6 separate regions of the Mus musculus genome follow, and all the other regions are linked to region 1. Evidence: chromatin contacts called from public HiCAR-type and promoter capture Hi-C data. All regions are on one chromosome and are shown on one strand. Each heading gives the region's core, a stretch centred on a gene start, on an enhancer-like site or on the middle of the called end of the contact. The rest is flanking DNA. Distances are from core to core; before and after follow the strand shown.

Region 1 (3,279 bases), core at 296-2,795:
ACCCTGTCTCGAAAAACAAAACAAAACAAAACAAAAAAACACTGAAGTTCAAGTCAATGAATCAGAGAGCTTACTGGAGTTATCGCAGGAATATGGCTTAGTGGCTGCTTAAACTTGGCTGGCAAGGATGACTGAGAGGTCATTTGGGGGTGAAGGCACACCCCCAAATGGTGATCACTCCAAACTGCAAACCTAGAGTTCTCCGCCGTACTTGCAATGAACTTGCCTGCCTAATAACCTCGGGGAGAAGTGAGCCTGCTGCACCTGCTAAGGTTTCAGGAATTTCTTCAGCCTCTGAATTATTTCCTGAGTCTTAACGGACCTCTCTGTAGAGAGCAGGCTCAGAGGGCAAGAGCATTTGCTGCCAAGCCCAAGGACTGGAGACTAATCCCCTGGGGTGGGATAGAGTGAAGAGAAGCGAGGAGACAAGGCCTGCCTTTAGAACTTCCTTAGTCCTCTTATCAAACTTTCCTCCAGTCATTTCAACTGAGAGAAAATCACTATGCAACAGCAGGCTGCAGTCAGGGGGCTGTGTGAGTTTTTCTATTTGTTTGTTTTTACAAAGAATGAAACCCAGGATTTCAAGAATGCTGGGCAAGCACTCTAACACTGAACTAGCCAACACTTTTATTTTTTTTTTTAAGTCTGGAAAAAGTCTCCTTAAGTTCTCAGATGACCTTGAAGTTGTCATCTTCCTACTTCAGCTTTGCTTATACATGAGATGCCCTGCACTACCAAGCAAAATAACATTGAAAAAGAATAAAAATGATCTATATTGGATCTGGGTAGGGTGGCCAGCACTCGCGAGTCAAAGGCAGCGGCCACTATCAGCACTGGCTGCTCTTCCAGAGGATCTGTATTTAATTCCCAGAACTCACACTCACAACTAACTGTAACTCCAAATCCAGGATTCAGACACATTCTTTTTTTTTTTTTTTTACCCGCTCCCACCTCAGACGAATTCTTAGGGCCCCGTAGGAACTGCACAGCGCGCGCGCGCACACACACACACACACACACACAGAGACAGATACATACTTATATATTTTTAAATCTTCAAAACCTTCTTATGGCTGTGTTTAAATAACAGTACTTGTACAGAATAGTTGCATAAAGCATCATAGTATATTTCATAAGTACCTAATTTTCCATTTATGTTAATGTGACCTTGTGTACTTATTACCGTATGGCTTGCATGGAAAAGGCACCCTCAACCCTACCTTGCGAAAGCTCCGCCTCCTCCCAAACCCGCCCTCAAAAGGTCCCAAGTCCTAAAGTTTGTATCTTAGGGTAAGCTTTTCTCCTCCCCAAACGGAGGCTCTTTCCTAGATAGATGCCGGAAAAGTTGCTGAGAAGGGACGGGCTCTTCCGTTTCAGGGTCTCTTGCTGATGTCAATCCCGCCCTGCCCGTCTACATCTTTTGCGTTCTTAGTTCGCCACGGCCGACCTTAGCAAGCTGATTTGGACCTTTGGTACCTTCTTTGTCATGGCGGCGCCCTGAACAGACACTTGTGTTAACCCACCTAACGGTTTACCTAGGCGCTTCCTATTCCAAGGTGGCGCTCAGACCTTACCGGAAGTAATAGACCGGAAGTGGGGCGGTGCCTCTGCCGGAAGCCAGCGCAGCGCTGGGAAAGATGGCGGTGGTGGGCAACGCGGTTCCTTGCGGAGCCCGGCCTGGCGGGGCCCGGGACAACGGGTCTCCTCAGCCTGGGTCGCGATTGCGGCCGGGCCTAGCTGCCGGGCCAGCACTCATAGCGAACGGCGACGAACTGGTGGCCGCCGTGTGGCCGTACCGGCGGCTGGCGCTTCTGCGGCGCCTCACCGTGCTGCCGTTTGCCGGGCTGCTGTACCCAGCCTGGCTGGGCGCCGCCGCCAGCGGTTGCTGGGGATGGGGCAGCAGCTGGACCCAGATACCCGAGGCCGCGCTGCTGGCGCTCGCCACCATCTGCCTCGCGCACGCACTCACTGTCCTGTCGGGGCATTGGTCTGTGCACGCGCACTGCGCGCTCACCTGCACCCCGGTAAGTGCGCGCGCGCGCCCGACCCCGACCCGGACCGGGACCCAGGCACAATGGGGCCTAGCGGGGGTACCGGGCTGCCGCGGGCTTGCGAGTCTCCAATCTTAACAGCTCGATTCTCCAGCGGCGCCCCCTGTCCTATGGCTCAGGCCTACTTCTGACCCCGCTGTGACTCGCCATGCAGTTGTGGCTGGTTATTTTGATTCACAAGAAACACCTGGAACACACTTAGAGCAGGATCCATATGCTACTGTTAGTGTGAATTGTTCTCTTAGCTCCCATATGGTGTATTGTTCTTGGAACGGTTCCGCCTTGCTTCTCCGTCATCTCCTACCTTGGTTTTGGTTTTCTTTTCTTACTCTTTTTTTTTTTTTCCTGTAAGATAGGATCTCACTATGCAGCCTTGGGTCGTCTAGGACTCACTGAGAACCGCCTAGCTCTGCCTCCAGAGTTCTCGGGTTAAAAGCCTGTGTCACTATTTCTGGCTTCTACTCTTGTGTTGGTCTTTCTTTCTTTTTTTTTTTTTTAAGTGTTAGATTAGACCTGTGGGGTAATACCCCCAAATGTATGAAGCCAAGTCCTATGGCCCAGTGTTCAGCTTCTGTCTGTCCCTTGCTAGACCCAAAAGAGAGTGTAATTCATTCTGGTGCTGAAGATGGCCAGGAACTACTTGTAAGTGACTTAAAATAGCGTAGAGTCTCAAGTTATCGGTAAGGTATGGTTAAGATGAGGGCTTGTCAGAATGGTGCAGTGATTCTAAATTCAGAACTCTAAACATAGTGTCACTACAGGAAGCACTGACTTTAAGGTACTCTAGGTTGAGGGTAATACCCAGTGAGCACACTACAGATCACCAGATTTGAAGCCTGGCACACCAATATCTGTTCTGGGTAGGTCTTTAGAAAAGGGAGGCAGTGTCAGTGACTGAAGGAAATCCTGAGTACCCTCATATACACCCTCAATGGCTATGTGTGCGCATTGAATTCTTAGTACCAAGAGAAGGCATCCTGTTTCCTTCATTAATATTTATCCCTGAAGAGGGGCCCAAATTTCTGAGCTTGGCACCCAGGGTCAATAGATGGGTGTGTGTGTGTGTAAGCGCTTGCGCTCATGTGTGAGACATTCGGTCCCTAGCATTCTAGCTGTCCTTTGGACTGTAGCTGAGAACTTCCTTTTCTAGAAAGGAGGAGAGGGAAGAGCTAAGCAGCCTTGGGTGAGGAGGCAGATCAGGCTTTGCTTCTCTCTAGGTTTCACTGGG
Region 2 (3,279 bases), core at 505-3,004, 1.9 Mb after region 1:
ATGCACCAGAAGTGGGCATCAGGTCTCATTATGGATGGTTGTGAGCCACCATGTGGTTGCTGGGATTTGAACTCAGGACCTTCGGAAGAGCCGTCGGTGCTCTTAACCACTGAGCCATCTCTCCAGCCCAAGGGCTCCAATTCTTATGAGTACTTGTTTCGCCGGGTGTGGTGGTGCACGCCTTTAATCCCAGCATTTGGGAGGCAGAGACAGGTGGATTTCTGAGTTCGAGGCCAGCCTGGTCTACAAAGTGAGTTCCAGGGCTATACAGAGAAACCCTGACTCGACCCCCCCCCCCAAAAAAAAAAGAGTACCCGTTTCACTTTTTAAAAAATTTTAATTAGCTTTCAGCAGTAAGGCAGAGGTGAGGCCACTCCAGGACAGAATGGAGGATGACAGGCCCTGCAGGCTCCCTATTGCCCCCCAAATTTAATTCCCTTATTTTGCTGCTTCTTGCTTCTCACAAATATTGCTATGTTCCATGTGCTTTGAACTATTTGTAACAGAACCCAACAGTTGCCTTTTTCTTCTTTTCTTAAAATTTTTTTAAAATTTATTTTGTAAGACAAGGTTTAGTTGTATAGTCTGAGCTGGTCTGAAACTTTCTATGTGGACCAGGCTTGGCTCAGACTGGCAGCAATCCTCCTGCCTTGGCCTCCTGAGTGGTGGGATTGTCACACATGTGCTACAATGGCCTGTTGGTGTCTTCTTCGTGTCCTACATGGGTAGGGCCAGAGAAGGAGCTATGCTGGTGGCCAGTAACAACCCAGCCATACTCCTACCTCCATCCAGCTGTTTTACATGGCAACTGGGATGAAATCTCAGGTATTGGTGCTTATGCAAATGTTCCACCCCTGAGTCGTGTCCCCAGCCCCTCACTGGGGGATTCTAGGTAGGAGCTCCACCAGTGAGCTGTGTGGCACATATTGGTTTGTTCTGCCAGTCTTCTGCCTCATCGTCTGCATCACACCTGCTATCTCTTCACGTTTCCATTCCTGGCATCTGTTTCCTCACGTCATCCTCTCTCAGACAGAGGCCTGACCTGCTGTGTGTGGTGTTAAAGGACTTGTGGATGCTCTGGGTCCCAGGCACCCACCAGGAGGGGCATCTGAGAACAGAACTTGGCATGCTTTAGGGAAGCACAGCTGCACAGTTCTCTCCCCCAGGATCACTCTTAGTTCTACCCCATGCAGCAGACACTGCCACTGGCAACAGATGGGTAAACGGAGGCACCAGGGTGCATAGCCAGGGATGGAGGACTGGAGAACGGGCTCCTGCCATCACCATCTGAGGCCTAGGAGTTCTTTTCAGAATCCTCCAAGCTGTACCTGTGGGTTCCAGTGATGGAACTCAAGTCGATTTGTGTGGCGATAGCGTATACTCCTCAGCCTTCTAGCAAGCCTCATCTCATAGCTTTTGAGCAGAATAAAAGGCGAGGTTTTCAGAGGAAGTGGGGGCACGCCCAGCAAGCAGGTGGGCTTCCCAGGAGAAGGCCCCTCTTAGTTCATTAGGACTGGAGGCCCAGAGGTTTGGTTTTTTTCCGCCCGTAATTTTTTTTTTTAAACATTACGCAGTGTGTCTTTTAGGAGGTTAAAGGTTGGAGGCGGAGTGGAAACTGAAGCCTGAAATGTGTTCTAGCCGCAGCAAGTCCCTGCCCGGGCTGGCTCAGGTTGTTCCAAGGACATGCAAAGACAGGAGCCCGAGGCGGGGAGTGCTCTGTAAGCTCAGGTCCCCAGCAGCACCCCAGCCTTTCTGTCTCTGCACAGCTCCCACCCCAGAAGGGTGGCCTGCGGCACAGGTTTCTAGTCTCCCCCGGGCTTCCCGCCCCGCCCCGCCCCCAGGGCGCCCTGACTTTCCGTAAATGACGGCGGCCAGGAAGCTCAGGGGCCGCACAGGAAGGAGCAGGGACTTTCCTGTCGCAGCCTCGGCTGTCCTTTGCCTCGGCACAGCTGCAGGTAGGAGCGCGGGGCACAGGTTCAGGGCGCGGGTGTGCGGGCGCGGGAGCGGGAGCGGGGCGCTGCCTAGACACCGCATTGGCGGCTCAGCAGCGCGCATGCGCGGCGGGCTCCCCAACCCCACCCTCCCTGTTCTAGGAGTGGGGAAGTAAAGGGCCTGAACTTTCCATTTGGTATAATCTCATACTTCTTTAATATTCGTGTCCGCTTTGTTGTTTTATGTCTTATATTTTGAGGATGGCTCTCCGTCCGTAGCCCTGCTGGCTTAGAAGTCACTATGTAGCCCCAAACTCATAGCAATCCTCCTGCAGCCTTCCCAGGAGCAAAAGAACAGGGAAGACAATGTTGATGGTTTTATTTTTGTACACTTCTATAACATTTTAATCTGTTTTATTCTGCGTGTGTGTGCGTTGCACATGTTCCGAGGTCAGAGGAGTGGGTTCGCGCCTTCTAACATGTGGATCCTGGGGACCAGCAGGCTAGGTGGCAAGCGCGTCTTTACTCCCTAAGCCATGTTGGTCACCCTAATTTGTTTCTTGAGACAGGGTCTGACCTTGAACATATAATGACAGTTGTGTACCACCACCTCTGGTAATAGGTTAATGACTTCTTCAGTTCTCGATTTGAGACAGGGTTTCTCTGTGTAGCCCTGGAACTCACTCTGTAGCCCAGGTTGGCTTCCAACTCACAGAGATTCACATGCCTCTGACTCCAGAGTGCTGGGATTAAAGGCATGCACCACCACCACCGCCAAGCTAGATTTTTTTATTTTTTAAAATACAGTCTCATGCGCTGGCCTGGGACTTCTCTCTCTCTCTCTTTCTTTTTTCGAGACAGGGTTTCTCTATGTAGCCCTGGCTGTCCTGGAACTCACTTTGTAGACCAGGCTGGCCTCCAACTCAGAATCCACCTGCCTCTGCCTCCCAAGTGCTGGGATTAAAGACGTGTGCCACCACTGCCCTTCTTGGCCTTGGCCTTCTAATCTTCTGCCTCCCCCTCTGGAGTTTTCTGGTCAAAAGTGTGTGCTGCTATGCCTACTTTTGTTGTCTTATCATGGGAGGGGTGCACATGAAGAGGCCAGAGGGCAAATTTATGCAGTTAGCATACCCTTTTCACAGCTTTGTTTGGACTTGGTTGTGAGCCTTCTTCCTGGCCTTGAGGACTGGTCTGAGCAGCTGAAGGGCTGTTTCCTGCCTTTTCTCTCAGGCCCAGGCCCCACCCCTTGCCCTCAGCAGCTCTGAAGGGTGGGAAGTGTATTTTCACACAGGCCACTGCAGAGAACCTCCCTACTGTGAGGACCAAAGAGGAGCATAAAATAGATGTT
Region 3 (3,279 bases), core at 568-3,067, 1.8 Mb after region 1:
ATGCTGATTCCAGAGGAGACTGGATTCCCAGGAGTCAGGGGACCCAACTTTGGCCTCCTACATCCTACACTGTGATTTCCCACCCCCAGAGCAGTGTATTGTTGCTTCCCTCCAGCCCAGCATCGGATAGCAGCTCAGGGCAAACGCAGTCTAGCATCTCTGTATTCCACCTGCCCAAGAAAAATTTTCACATCCCAACTGTGGGGTTGGGCAAAACTCAGAACCCCAGGATTAGGGTGTATGATGTGAGATTCACAAAGAATCAAAACAAAATTTAAAAATAGTAACAAATACATAAATGAGAATATACCCCAGGGTGTGGGTCGGACCCTGCAGGGGAGTGCTAAAGTAGTACTCGTGGGTGGAAGCTCCACATTCCACCTGCAGGCCCATAGGAAAGAGGGTCCCTCACTCTAAAAGAACCATAAAGCTTACAGAGGCAGGTAGATCTCTGTGAGTTGCAGGCTAGCCTAGTCTACATAGTGAGTTCTAGGCTATCCAGGGCTACCTGAGAGACCCTGCCTCAAAAACCAACCGACCAAAACAAACAAAAATAACCAGAACAACAACGAAACCCCTAGCTTGCTAGTGAACTGGCCTCCAGGGCGATATTATTTGTTATTTAAGTCAACAGCTGCATAGCCACAATGATCTCTTTGGTCAAAATCCTAGAACAGAAAGTGTTTCAAACTTCTTCTTTCTACTCTATTTTTTTCTTTTTTTGGTTCATTTCCTTTTTGCTAGTATTTAAAGTATTTTTTTTGTTTTGTTGGGGTTTGTTTGTTGTCTGTTTGTTTAAAGCAGGGTATCCTGTAGCCCAGGTAGACCTCGAATTCCTGCAATAGAAATGATTAAGGCATCACTTTCTTGTTCTGACTGACTTGTGTCTGCCTAGACACTCTCAGTCTCCCACGCACTAATAGCCACACCTGTCTTGGCAACAGTCTGGGGACTATCCTTGTCCCTGACCATGTCTAGATGTATTAACGACAATGTTTGTGTTAGCTAAAACCTAAACCTAAAATAACTACAGGAAGTGTAAATCATAAATAATTGTCTTGTGTCTGGAAAATACTGCAATCTCTGCAAAAAAGACGGATGTTACAAGGTTACTCAAGACCCTGATAATGATACAATTGTGGTTCTTAAGTGTTTTGCTTTTAAAAATGCTGTACCCCTAAGCTCTGGCTACTCTACATGTGGCTATTATTAAAGGACTCGTGTAGGTTTTTTTGTTTGTTTGTTTGTTTGTTTGGTGTTTTTGGTGTTTTCGAGACAGGGTTTCTCTGTGTAGCCTTGGCTGTCCTGGAACTCACTCTGTAGACCAGGCTGGCCTTGAACTCAGAAATCTGCCTGCCTCTGCCTCCCAAGTGTTGGGATTAAAGGCGTGCGCCACCATGCCCGGCTACTCGTTTAGTTTTAATTGGCTTAATTAGACTGGTTATCAGTCTAACTATCTCGTATGGTTTTTTCACCATCTTGTATGCGCCTCTTTAAGTCCCTGAAATGACAGGCTATATCTACCAGGCCTCCTCTCCAGACCAGTTAAGTTTCCTTGCAGAAGGCAGGAGTCACAGGGTGATGCCGCACAGCATTCTGGGGAATGTAGTCCCGTCCGGAAAGTGAACGCCCCCTCCGCACACTGGGTAGTGATTTAGGGGCGGGAGTTCTAATCTTTTTTCCGCAAACGTATCTTAAGCGTCCAGAGGGCGGGTCTCCACGGTTACTTTGGACTGGTCAGCAGTGCTTGCGCATGCGTACTAGCTGCTTTGCGGAGCACTTTCAAAGGTGTTCTGGGAGTTGTAGTCCGAGGTTCCGGTCCCTCCGAGGGCTGTAGCTGCCTTCTGAGCTCCCAGGAAGGATGGATCCCGGGACGGACTCGGCGCCGCTTGCTGGCTTGGTTTGGTCGTCGGCCTCGGCGCCGCCGCCGCCGGGTTTCAGCGCGGTAAGTGGGAGCGCGCAAGGGTTGCGGGGACGGGCCAGGAAGGGGACGAAGTCCGATGACCTGTGCGTCCCGCAGATCACCTGCACCGTGGAGGGCGGGACGGCCAGCTTCGGCCGAGGCTTCGCGCAGAAAGCCGGCTACTTCCTGTGCCTGAGCACGCTGGGCATCCCGGAGGTGAGCACGGGTGGCCTGAGCCTGAGTTTGCCCCGCCCCTCGCCCTGCCATCCTCGACCCTTCTCCAACTCTCTCCCACCCTTACTGCTCATACCGTTGACCTTTCCCCTCCCCTCTGACTGCCCCCTTCCACCTGCCCCCTCTCGTGCTCCCAGAACCCTCAGGACAATGTGGTAGTGGACATGCAGATCGTGATGGACAAGGGCCCACTGCCGTCAGGCTTCTCTGCAGTCAACGACCCTCAGGATATCAGTAAGATCCGTGGGCACGGGAGAGCGGCAGGCACAGGGAACGGCTGCTAGTGTATGTTTGGAATAGGACTTAGCTGAGCAGGAAGGCACAACCTGTAAATGCAGAGCTCCGGAAGCTGAGGCAGGAGGATGGTGGCGAGTTCAAGGCCAGCCTAGGCTACAGAGTGAGGCCTTTATCTCAACCCACTACTCCAGAATTAAATAGTTGACACATACCTGTCTTAGCATTCAGGCTGAGGCAGCTTTGTATCCAGCCTGGGCTACAGAATGAGACCTTGCCTCAGCTCTTCCTAAGAATTTGAGCATAGTGGGGCATACCTGTCACTACATGAAACCCCGCCCCTAAACAAACAACAACCACCCCAGATGTCTTTGGCATACCCACCCTCTTCCTCACTGCCACTGGTCCCTGCTGCTTGTCCTCTGCTTCTGTGGCGGAGTGAGTCCTCCTGGCCATTCTCTTTTCCTTTCCAGGCTCTTGCACTGCGAGTCCACCTGGAACTGGCTTCCCCTGTTCTCTGCATAGCTCAGCCTCCCCTCTCCCTTCTCCCCTGCCTGACCCAGCTGCCCGCCTCCCCGATGGTGCTTGGTTCTCTCGGTGTCTTTAGTGACCGCTGGCAGGCTGCCGTGCAGAGGGTCAGGTCAGTGTGCAGACAGAGGAGGCGTCCACAAATTCTCCTATCCTCCTTTTGCAGCTGTCTCTTGACTTAGTGTTTAATTGGTTTGGGGGGACAGGGTCTCAATGTGTAGCCTCAGCTGGCCAGAGCTTCAGTCCCATGGATTCGTGGGACTGAGCCGTTGTGACCAGCCCCTTGTAATCTGCAAAGTGTGGAGACTGCTGTTCTTCATCCCAGTACTTGAGAGGCTGAGGCAAGAGGATTGCTTCCAATTCAGAGCCATTTTCGGCTA
Region 4 (3,279 bases), core at 295-2,794, 1.7 Mb after region 1:
GGGAAATGCTCAACCACAAAGCTAAGCCTGATACCAGATTTTTAAAGAATGTTTGTTTGTTGTGGGCAGGAGCGCTTTGGCGAGTGTATGGAGGTGAGAGGACGGACACCTGTGGAAACTGATTCTTTCCACCATGTGGGTCCAGGGGATTGAACTCAGGTCGTCAGACTTAGAAGCAAGCACCAAAACCCACAGCCCTGATCTCCCATGTTTTCCCACTTCAGAGTGGCCCACCCTGAAGTCCTGTGAGCACTTAGTAGGTAATGAGCACTTGCTCTAAACGTGTTAAGATGGAACCACGGGGGCCGGGCACTGGTGGCGCACGCTTTTAATCCCAGCACTTGGGAGGCAGAGGCAGGCGGATTTCTGAGTTCCAGGCCAGCCTGGTCTACAGAGTGAGTTCCAGGACAGCCAGGGCTACACAGAGAAACCCTGTCTCGAAAAAAACAAAACAAAAACAAACACACAAACAAACAAAAAAGATGGGACCACAGGAGATGGACAACGTCACTGTCCCTGTTTCACAGACTGAAAGTAGGGCAGATGGGAACCTGAGGGCTTTGAGACTATACTGTACCCGGCAGCACTAACTAAAGAGCGCCCGCCCGCACAAGTCGAGAACCAGAGAATTGGCAGTGCGAGGGCGCTCGCGAAGCCCCGCCCGCCCAGAACCTGGTATTCGAGCCTGCTCCTTCACCCCGCAGTTCAGTGCTGTCCCGGGTTAACCCGAAGTTAACTGGAGGCCCCAGGATGCCTATCCCGGAACACACATCGGACCTGCGGCCAACCGGGACCCCGAAGAGGGCGGGGAAGCCAGGGCTGGAGCTGGGCTGGAACCGCCAGAAAGGCTTCCTTGCCTGGGGATGGCGCCTGGCTAAAGATACTTGCCCAGGAGCTGCAGCTGGCAAAGATGGGGTAGCGGGGATCAGTGAAGAGACACAAGAAGGGCCAGGAAGAAACTTCCCAGAAGTTTGGACCAGATTTTCCCTGACCTAGGGCGTGGCTTCTCCCGGAACTCATCCCCTGCAGTCACTAAGATGCTTTGAGTTTTCTGTCTCTAACTGGGTGTAGAATACCCCGACCCCACCTCCCTCGTGATGGTGAAAGGACAACTTGCACAAGTCTGGTCTCCTTCACTAAGCTGATCCCGGGGATAGAACTCAGATTGTCAAGTTTGGCAGCAAGTGCCTTCTGCGCTGCCTTTCATGGACTTTACAGTCGGAGCGCACACATAGCTTCTTAGCTTCTCTAAGACTACGGAATGGGCACAAGGAAAAGAAGGGCTCGAACCACCGCTGAGATATATCCTGCATTTTCTTCCTCCCACTATTGTGTCAGATACCTGTTGCTCTAGGAACCGAAAACTTTGCTCTGTGTTTCCGCGGGACACTCTTGCGTTGTACACACCCGCATCCCAACTTCGTTTCCCTTGGATCAGCCAATAGGAATCAAAATCTATAGATAGAGGGCGGGACCTCCTATAGGCGATCCAATGGTAGTTGAGAGTCGTACCGCTAAGTCACACCGCAAAGGGGCAGGACTTTCTTCCCGAACTTGAAGCCCTGCGGGAGTGTCGGCCAAGGTGCTTGCAAAATTGGAAATCCATGTGGCGTGGGCTGAGCGCCCTGGTGACCCAGGCGGCGTGGGCGCCCCTCAGGTGAGTGGCACGGACCCGCTGTCACGCGCTAGACGTTGCTTTAGGACCCAGGTTTGCCCCTGAAGTTCCAGACCCCGTTCCTCCTCCCGCAGCTGCCGTGTCTTTCCAAGCCCATCGCCTGGCCACCGCTCGTACAGCTTGGGCATCAACGGGCGACCATCCCTCCGTCCATGTTCACCCCGAGGCTCGGGTTTCTGGATGCGCTTACTCGTTTCCTTTCCGATCTCCAGGCTGTGCGCACGCTGCAGCACCAGTGCAGAGTCCTTAGTCCCCAGCAGCACCATCTTCGCACTCAGCTCCGGCCAGGGACGCTGCGCCATCGCAGTGATCCGCACCAGCGGTCCAGCTAGCGGGCTCGCGCTCCGCAGCCTCACGGCGCTCCAGGAGCCGCCTCCTGCCCGCAGAGCCTGCCTGCGCCTTCTCCGCCACCCGTGCTCCGGGGAGCCACTGGACCGCTCACTCGTCCTCTGGTTCCCAGGTGAGGGGCCGGATCCGGGAGCCCACGGCGCTCGTGTCCGGGTCTCAGTCCCCTCCAGGAGTCAGCCCGGGTCGTGCCCATCCCCTAACTCTGCTTTTTTCCATACAAGGACCCCAGAGTTTCACGGGTGAGGATTGCGTGGAGTTTCACGTACACGGAGGTCCTGCGGTGGTCAGCGGTGTCTTGCAGGCATTGGGTGAGGCTCTGTTGAGTGGCACTGTTCCTGGGGGAGACTAAAAGGTATTGGAGATAGACTGCAAAACACATTGTCATTTGGGAGAAGAGATGTATCATATTAACCCAGGCCTTCTAGATGACTCTGCCAGTAAAGGTGATTGTTGCCAAATGTGAACCCGAGTGGTGAAAGGTGAGAATTGATTCCTGCAGGCTGTCTTTTGACTTCCTGGTGTCACACACACACGCAGAGACTTCAGCATGGGGAGGACTTTGAGGAAAGCTCAGACTCAAGTGCATGTTTGGTGGTAGTTGTTTGGAGGAAGTGCTAAGTCCTATTTAGGGAGTTGATGAGTAGCTGGTACGATGTACCAGCGTACAACCAGGCTTTCTGTGATTTCTGGGTGGTGGGGATAGGGAGGGTCTTGCCTTTTCAGAAAGAATTGTGTCACCTTTACTTAATGTGTGTTCATCCAACAAGTTTGCCACAGGAAGCCCCTGATGGCCAGCACTCTGTCAGTCTGGGGCCTGCGTGTGTAATCAGCACTGATGGGGAGGGGCAACTGCAGGTGACCTCAACAGCTTGCTGGCCTGGGTTCTAAGAGAGATATCTACATCCCCCAGATGGGGTGTGGTGGTCACACCCAGTAACTGACCACTGACCCATTAGGGTCCAGCCCAAAGAATCAGTGAGCTTCCTGTGATTCCTTACAGGATCAGGGGACTCTGACGAAGTTGTGTCACCTGAAAACCCACCTGGGGTTTGGTTTGTTGCTCTGCTGGCTGTTACCTGCCATTGGATGGGGACTCAGGAGCTTAGGCCTTGTGATGCTTTCCTGCAGGTAGTGTGCCAGGACTGCGGCCAGCCGAGGCCGGAGAGTTCACCAGGAGGGCATTTGCCCATGGCAAGCTGAGCCTGACTGAAGTGGAGGGACTGGCAGATCTTATCCGTGCAGAAACTGAGGCCCAG
Region 5 (3,279 bases), core at 575-3,074, 1.7 Mb after region 1:
ACCTAGCACCCCACACACCCCGGTGAAGCACACTTGAGATTCCAGGGTCTCAGAGGCAGGATGATCAGAACAAATCATTCTTAGCAACATAGCAAGGTAAGGCCAACCTGGACTTCATGAATTCCTATTTCTAAGTGAACGAGGGCCAGTGGGATAGCTCAGCATGAAAAGGCACTTGCCAGTCAAGTCTGGTGACCTGAGTTGATACTGGAACCCATGTGAAGGTGGGTAAGAGGGGTCCTCTGCCCCCTACACATTCATCACACACAACAACACAGTGTAATGAACAGGCCAGTCAGTGAGGTGGGGAGCCATAGAAGAAGACAGCACAATGGAAGCCTTAGCTTCATGCCACACAGCGCTAGTTCAGAACCCATGTATGAAAAGTAAAGTTTAAAAGCTGAGTGTCAGGGGGCTGGTGAGATGGCTCAGTGGGTAAGAGCACCCAACTGCTCTTCCGAAGGTCTGGAGTTCAAATCCCAGCAACCACATGGTGGCTCACAACCATCTGTAACAAGATCTGACGCCCTCTTCTGGTGTGTCTGAAGACAGCTACAGTGTACTTACATATAATAAATAAATCTTAAAAAAAAAAAAAAGCTGAGTGTTGCTGGTGTACACCTTTAATCCCAGCACTAGGTGGGGCAGAGGCAGGCAGATCTGTGAAATTGAGGCTAGCCTGGTCTTCAGAGTGCCAGGGCAGCCACAGTACAAGTAAAACCCTGGGTGCATGTGTGTCATTCCAGCACTCAGGAGGAGATAGCTACATCCTAAGGGAATTCCAGATCCAGCCTAGGCTACACAGACCTGTCTTAAAAACATGAAATTAGGAGGCTGGCCAGGTGGCTCAACTATAAAAAGCTCTTATCACCATGCCAGATGACCAGACCTTGATCCTGGACCACACAGGGTGGAAAGGACTCCCAAAAAGTAGCCCTCGTTACATGAAGACTGTTGTGTACACACACACACACACACTCATAATTCTTAAAATGTTATACAACTTTTTCTGAGACAAGGTATGCTGTGCTGGAAGTCTTGCTCTGTAGACCAGGCAGGCCTCAAATTCTGAGATCCATCACTTCTACCTCCTGTGTGTTGGGATTAAAGGAATGTGCCCCTACCCCCACATTTCCTCTCATGTATTTATTTGTTTGTTTGTTTGTTTAAAGACTTGTTTATGCATGCAGCGTTCTACCTACATGTATGCCTGCTGGCCAGAAGAGTGCACCAAACCTCATTATAGATGGTTAGCTGGGAATTGAACTCAGGACCTCTGGAAGAACAACCAGTGCTCTTAACCTTTGAGCCAATTCTCCAGCCCTACATTTTCTTAATAAGTCCATGTTAGCTCTACCTAAAATAACAAAAGCCTTACTTCTGCCATCCCAGGAATTCGGGTGGCTGAGGCAGGAGGATTGCTGCATGTTTAAAGTCAGCCTGTACTATGAGACCTCAAAAAAATGAACTGTAGGTTGAGATCCAGCATAGGAGGCTGTGAGTTGGATGAACTCATTACAATGAGCCTTCCAGGGACATCATAGAAAAGGTGGAGCAGCTCCTAGAAGGAGCAGAGCCCTGCCGCATCGCTGGCGACCTGTGAACTACAACTCCCAGGACGCATCGCGCGGGTCGCCACCCACGTCCGGATCTCAAGTTCTTACTTCCCAAGCCCCGGGCGGGGTTTGATCCTTCAACCGAACTCGACGACGAAGGCGGAGATGCAGAGACCAATTATAACGCGAACGAGCACCGGTCGGCCAATGGGAGCGCGTCGGGCGCGGCCGCCGTGAAGGGCGGGGCCACCACGCGGGCCAATGACGCGCGGTGCTGTCGCCATCGGAGTGAGCTGCGCGGCGGCTGGAAGTGGCTGTGCGGCGGCTACTGGGAAGGAGGCTGCGGCTGCGGCGGCGGCGGCGGCGGCGGCGGTCCGGGTGGCAGAAGACGCGGACGATGGTGAGCGCGGCCATGCGGCCTCCCTTACTGCCCGGCATGGCGCCATGGGGTCCCCCACTGTCTCTGAAGGCTCCCCGCCCTATCCCCCCCCACCAGCCCCGGCCCCGCCCCTCACGCTGACCTGTGACCTATGACCCTTCCCCCGATCCCTCCGAGGGCTGCCCATAGACCCCACTAGAGCTCTTTCTGCGAACCCTGACCCTAGGTATGCTTCCAGGCCCTGACAACTCATTCATTTCCGGGTCGCGACTGTCTCTTGTCTCCCCCTCCCGGAAATCGCTTGCGATGGGGTGGGGTCCCTTGAGACAGCCCCCCTCCCGCTCCGGGCTGTTCCTCGACATGGCTCCTCGGGTTCCGGGCGTTTGAGGTGCGGGTCTTGGTTCATCGTAGGGAGGGGGTTGTCACTGTCACATACAGGGCTTTGTCACTAAAGGAGGTGCGACATCGCGCCAGACCAGGTTCCCACCCCTTTCTCTCATCTCGAGCCCACACTTGTCCTTCTTCTTCCTTTTTGCAAAATGAGGGTGCCCACCCCTTAGGATGGGGTATCCACAGGGGCTAACACAGGCACCTGCCCACAGATGAGCTAAGGGACATTCTTCCCTCGCTGTCCCCCAGTCCTCAAGTGACGTGATTCCTGTAACCAGCTGGGAGTTCAAAACCTGCTCCGGGGTTGAGGCTTCCGTGGTTCTTTGGGATTGGGGTTCCCATCTGTGACCTGAGGCAGTGGCCATCCCTCACAGTTGGGCAATGATGAGTCCAGACCCCATATGCCAGCCCGCACCCTGGAGAATAGGTAGTGAACCCCACAGAAGAGTTTCTAGACAGGGAGAGTTGTGCTTTCCAGAGGCCTGTTCCACTTCCTCCCTACCCTCTCCCATCCCAGCCCTTTGGCCATCTTTAATTTACTTAGAATCAGGTTTTCAAAAAGGACACTTTGTGCGCTTTCTAACATATCAGGCATCCTTGAACCCCCCTGTGGTGAGTCTGTGCCTGGCTTCCTTTCATGGGCAGCACCCTGCTTTGTGACCTCATCCCCACCTGCTTAGCCCTTTCCTAGTGGCCACTTCCTCTGGTTCCCAAGTCCCTTCTGTCCCAGGACCTTTGCATCAGCTGCACCTCTGCCTGTGTGGCTTCCCTTGACCTCAAAGGCCCATGGGGGAGTTTACACCTATGTCTTGAGGCCTTATTAGCTCACAGGAGGAGGTTCTGTCTTCCTTTAGAAATGCAGACAGGTACACACTCATGCCTTAACCTGAGGGATCTCTGCTAGCCTTGCGCTCCCCCAGCCCCCATCTTGTTGCTTCCACCTCCCAAGTACTG
Region 6 (3,279 bases), core at 263-2,762, 1.0 Mb after region 1:
AAAAAAAAGTCGGGCAGTGGTGGCACATGCCTTTAATTCCAGCACTTGGTAGGCAGAGGCAGGCAGATTTCTGAGTTCGAGGCCAGCCTTATCTACAAAGTGAGTTCCAGGACATCCAGGGCTATACAGAGAAACCCTGTTTCAAAAAAACCAAAACAAAACAAAACAAAAAACAAAAACAAACAAGAAAAGAAAAAGAAATAAAGCAAAACCCAAAACCAGTAAAGACAAAAGCAAACACAAAAACAAAAATAGCCCTATCATATCCTGCTTTCCAAATGGGGTATCTGAGGCTGGGAAAGAGCAAGATACCTTCCCAGAGGCACACAGCAGGTGAGCACCCTCAGAATTTGCACTTACCTATAGTGGGTTTTAAACTCACCACTAACTCCTGGCTCCCTGTTACAGAGGTCATTTGAGACCCTCAAATCTAAAAGGTGTCAAGCAGCCAGGCTGGACCCCAACCCCCATGGGGCAGCCACTTGCCAGCAGGGCAGGTGTGTTTATGTCCACAGGTTCAATGACAGTGAACACCTTCCGGGCGCAGCGTGCAGGGACCCATGGCCGGTGCAGAGTGGCTTTGATGGAATAGCGGACGCTGCCGTGTTTGCCCTCGAAGGATGTCACCAGGGAGCTGGGGTGGCAAGAGTGGGTAATCAGAGGATCACTATCAGGAGATAGTGGGGTGAAGGGCATACAAGAGGGATGTCCCGAGAAGTCAGGGCTGAGGGAACCCTAGATGCCCAGCCAGAAGGCGACAGTGGGGCTTACATAGGCAGCTGGAAGCTGAAGGGAAACTCGTGGCGTCCAGCGGGAAGCGTGGCGATATCCCCCGAGTCTAGGAACAAGACCCGGGGCTCAGCGGACGTAGGCCTGGGAATCGCATGCTCGGTGCGCCCCAAAAGGTCCCCAGCCCGTACCTGGCGCGAGCAGCGTGGCGCGGTGGTTCACGACTTCCACGCGCTCGCTGTAACTCTGAGTATAAGCAGTGCTGGAGCCCGCGCTGCGCGACTCCGTCCAGTGCGCGCGCGCGCGGCCCCGAGCGCGCAGCCTGAGCGCGCCCACGCGTGCCGCGCCCGCAAGCTCCAACAGTACCCGGCCTGCCACGGCCTGGCCTCCGTGGAACACGGGCTCGGTGCCCGTGCGCGCCCCGTCTATCTCTACTACGAACGCCTTCACCTTATCGAACAGCATTGCGGTGACGGTCGCGAACCCAAAAAAGAGATCGGCCAGGTGCTCGAACCCGCGAAAAGAAAGAGCTAGAGACTGCGAACGCAGCGGGCTCGAACTACGTACACACACAAGCGGGACAACAGGACGGAAGACCGCTGGGGACCCGCAGCTGCGTCGCACTTATAGGACGGTTGGAGGGCGGGGCCTGAGGAGAAGACCGCACCTACCGGAAGAGACTCCGCAAACACAGCAGTAGGGAACGGGACCCCAGAAAAGACTAGGCCAATAGCGCGGCGAAGGAATGGCCTGAGGAGAAAGCCACACCTTCAGGAGAAGACTCCACCAATAGCGCGCTGAGGAGGCGGGGCCTGAAAAAGCCTGGTTCTGCTGAGAGAATTAGGCCAAAGGCTCCACGAGGGCGGTGGCCTGATAGAAAGCTCCCCCCCCTACAAGGGACCAGGCCAATAGCGTGTGAAGGGCGTGGTCTGAGGGGGCAAAATCAGCTCCTGCGAGAAAGTCAGTAGCATCGAGGGGCGGGGCGGGGCGGGGCGTTAGAGAAAGCCTCGCCTACCGGAAAGAACTTCACCAATAGCGCGGTGGGGCGTGGCCTCACGAGGCTCCAGACAAAATAACCCTTGCTTGGTTCTGAACCGGAGCCTAAGTGGGAGGTGCTGCAGCGCGGCTCTGCCGCCTTAGGTCTCGCAAATACACAAACAAGGAAGCCCAGGAATAGGGAAACTGGTCTTAGTCACCCAGCGTGACAACTGTCACTATTTTTTTTTTCTGTTGCTTTTTGAGACGGGTTCTCATGTAGCCCAAACTTACCTGGGACTTGAGACAGTCCCCCTGCTTCTGTTTACAAGATTGGCCAGTAGTTTTGTGTTCCCTTGGCTAGTCTGGAACTCACTGTGTAGACCAGGCTGGCCTTGAACTCATAGAGGCGAGGTTGCCACTGCTTCCCGAGTGCTGGAATTAAAGCTCAAATCGGATTTCTGAACCCGAAAGCTTTATTTTCTTCTGAGGCCAAGTCTCACATAGCCTCCAATGCATCTCGTACTCTAACCAAGCCCGATGTTGAATTTGCCATCCTCCACCAGTCTTCCAGAGCTGACTTGATAGGCGTTTGCCTTAGTACCTGACTGTTTCTTAAACTTAAAAAAAAAAAGATTTATTTATTTGTATATGTATATGAGTACACTGTAGCTGTCTTCAGACACACCAGAAGAGAGCCATTACAGATGGCTGTGAGCCACTGTGTGGTTCCTGGGAATTGAACTCAGGATCTCTGGAAGAGCAGTCTGTGCTCTTAGCCACTGAGCCATCTCTCCTGCCCGGCCTGGCTTTTTCTTATGTTTTCAGACAGGATCTCACACTGTAACCCAGGCTGCCCGGGAACTCAAGGCAATGGAACTCCGGTGTCAGCCTCTTAGATGCTGGGTTCGCAGGTGTGTCCACTAGGCCAGAACCTCCCAGCTTAATCATCAACTCGCTGCCGCCTGCAGACCTATCTGGGGCACCTTTTTTCAGGCCCATTGTTTCCGGCGATGCGAATTGGTGGGGACAGGGAAGTGTTGGTCCTTTCCCCCCCCCCCCGCATTGGGCACCCCCATTCAACCTAAAGGACCCTGGCAAGGGACAAGGAGGATGTGCCTCAATTTCCACTTCCATAAGGCCTAGGGGAACTTAGTCCCTCAGATCCAGAAAGGGATTGCCGTGCATAGGCAGCAAATCCAGGAGACTCTGATATTTTGAGTCAAGGGCTGCAGTGTACCTGGGGATAGGGAGACCCTTCTGGAATGTAACAGGAAGAATTGCTCCTGCAGGGAAACCTGCCCGGCATTTGTAGACACGGGCACCCCCTGGTGGACATGGGATGTACTGCGGCTCGTATTCACTCCTGAGCCCAGCTGTGTGAACGAACACAGGTTCACAGCCTTATGAACCAGGCTGCAGCACCCCCTGCCCGCAGCCTGGAGAGGACAAGGCGGCCTGGAGGACCAGAGAAGTCCCACAGGTCTTGGACTAAAGAAAAGTGCGGGAATTGAAGACGCCCCCTCCCAGAGTGAGTGTACCACACAGATAAGTCTCGGAGACCAGAGAGAGGGT

The links. Promoter capture Hi-C pulls out the DNA fragments that hold promoters and counts their contacts. HiCAR-type assays count read pairs that join an accessible place to other places. Capture Hi-C pulls out chosen DNA fragments and counts their contacts.
Region 2: a promoter capture Hi-C map of hippocampal neurons shows a contact between it and region 1, with 2.6 times the contacts expected there. The contact joins the promoter of Jak3 here to the promoter of Atp13a1 in region 1. A contact is called at or near these places in 2 of 39 promoter capture datasets (hippocampal neurons and liver) and 1 of 9 other capture datasets (adipose tissue).
Region 3: a contact with region 1 is called in a HiCAR-type map of astrocytes, with 4 times the contacts expected there. The contact joins the promoter of Mvb12a here to the promoter of Atp13a1 in region 1. A contact is called at or near these places in 3 of 39 promoter capture datasets (the SN4741 cell line and liver), 1 of 115 datasets of contacts at active chromatin or transcription factors (astrocytes) and 1 of 9 other capture datasets (liver).
Region 4: a promoter capture Hi-C map of adipose tissue shows a contact between it and region 1, with 2.3 times the contacts expected there. The contact joins the promoter of Gtpbp3 here to the promoter of Atp13a1 in region 1. A contact is called at or near these places in 3 of 39 promoter capture datasets (hippocampal neurons and liver) and 2 of 9 other capture datasets (adipose tissue and liver).
Region 5: a contact with region 1 is called in a promoter capture Hi-C map of embryonic stem cells, with 2.3 times the contacts expected there. The contact joins the promoter of Dda1 here to the promoter of Atp13a1 in region 1. A contact is called at or near these places in 4 of 39 promoter capture datasets (embryonic stem cells, hippocampal neurons and liver) and 1 of 9 other capture datasets (liver).
Region 6: a promoter capture Hi-C map of liver shows a contact between it and region 1, with 4 times the contacts expected there. The contact joins the promoter of Arrdc2 here to the promoter of Atp13a1 in region 1. A contact is called at or near these places in 5 of 39 promoter capture datasets (cranial neural crest, erythroid cells, liver and 1 more) and 1 of 9 other capture datasets (adipose tissue).

The regions. Positions count from the first base shown.
Region 1 is chr8:69,789,618-69,792,896 of GRCm38.p6, forward strand. Atp13a1 (ATPase type 13A1) reads left to right here and starts at 1,546. Exons shown (of 26, transcript NM_133224.2): 1 at 1,546-2,024. The coding sequence starts at 1,638.
Region 2 is chr8:71,674,629-71,677,907 of GRCm38.p6, forward strand. It overlaps Jak3 (Janus kinase 3), which reads left to right and starts at 1,755. Exons shown (of 25, transcript NM_010589.6): 1 at 1,755-1,955.
Region 3 is chr8:71,541,113-71,544,391 of GRCm38.p6, forward strand. Mvb12a (multivesicular body subunit 12A) reads left to right here and starts at 1,818. Exons shown (of 9, transcript NM_028617.2): 1 at 1,818-1,945; 2 at 2,021-2,119; 3 at 2,275-2,371. The coding sequence starts at 1,862.
Region 4 is chr8:71,487,184-71,490,462 of GRCm38.p6, forward strand. Gtpbp3 (GTP binding protein 3) reads left to right here and starts at 1,545. Exons shown (of 9, transcript NM_032544.4): 1 at 1,545-1,657; 2 at 1,888-2,135; 3 at 2,245-2,331; 4 at 3,152-3,279. The coding sequence starts at 1,605.
Region 5 is chr8:71,467,370-71,470,648 of GRCm38.p6, forward strand. It overlaps Dda1 (DET1 and DDB1 associated 1), which reads left to right and starts at 1,825. Exons shown (of 5, transcript NM_025600.2): 1 at 1,825-1,956. The coding sequence starts at 1,954.
Region 6 is chr8:70,838,208-70,841,486 of GRCm38.p6, forward strand. Arrdc2 (arrestin domain containing 2) reads right to left here and starts at 1,513. Exons shown (of 8, transcript NM_027560.1): 1 at 921-1,513; 2 at 772-838; 3 at 487-634. The coding sequence starts at 1,194.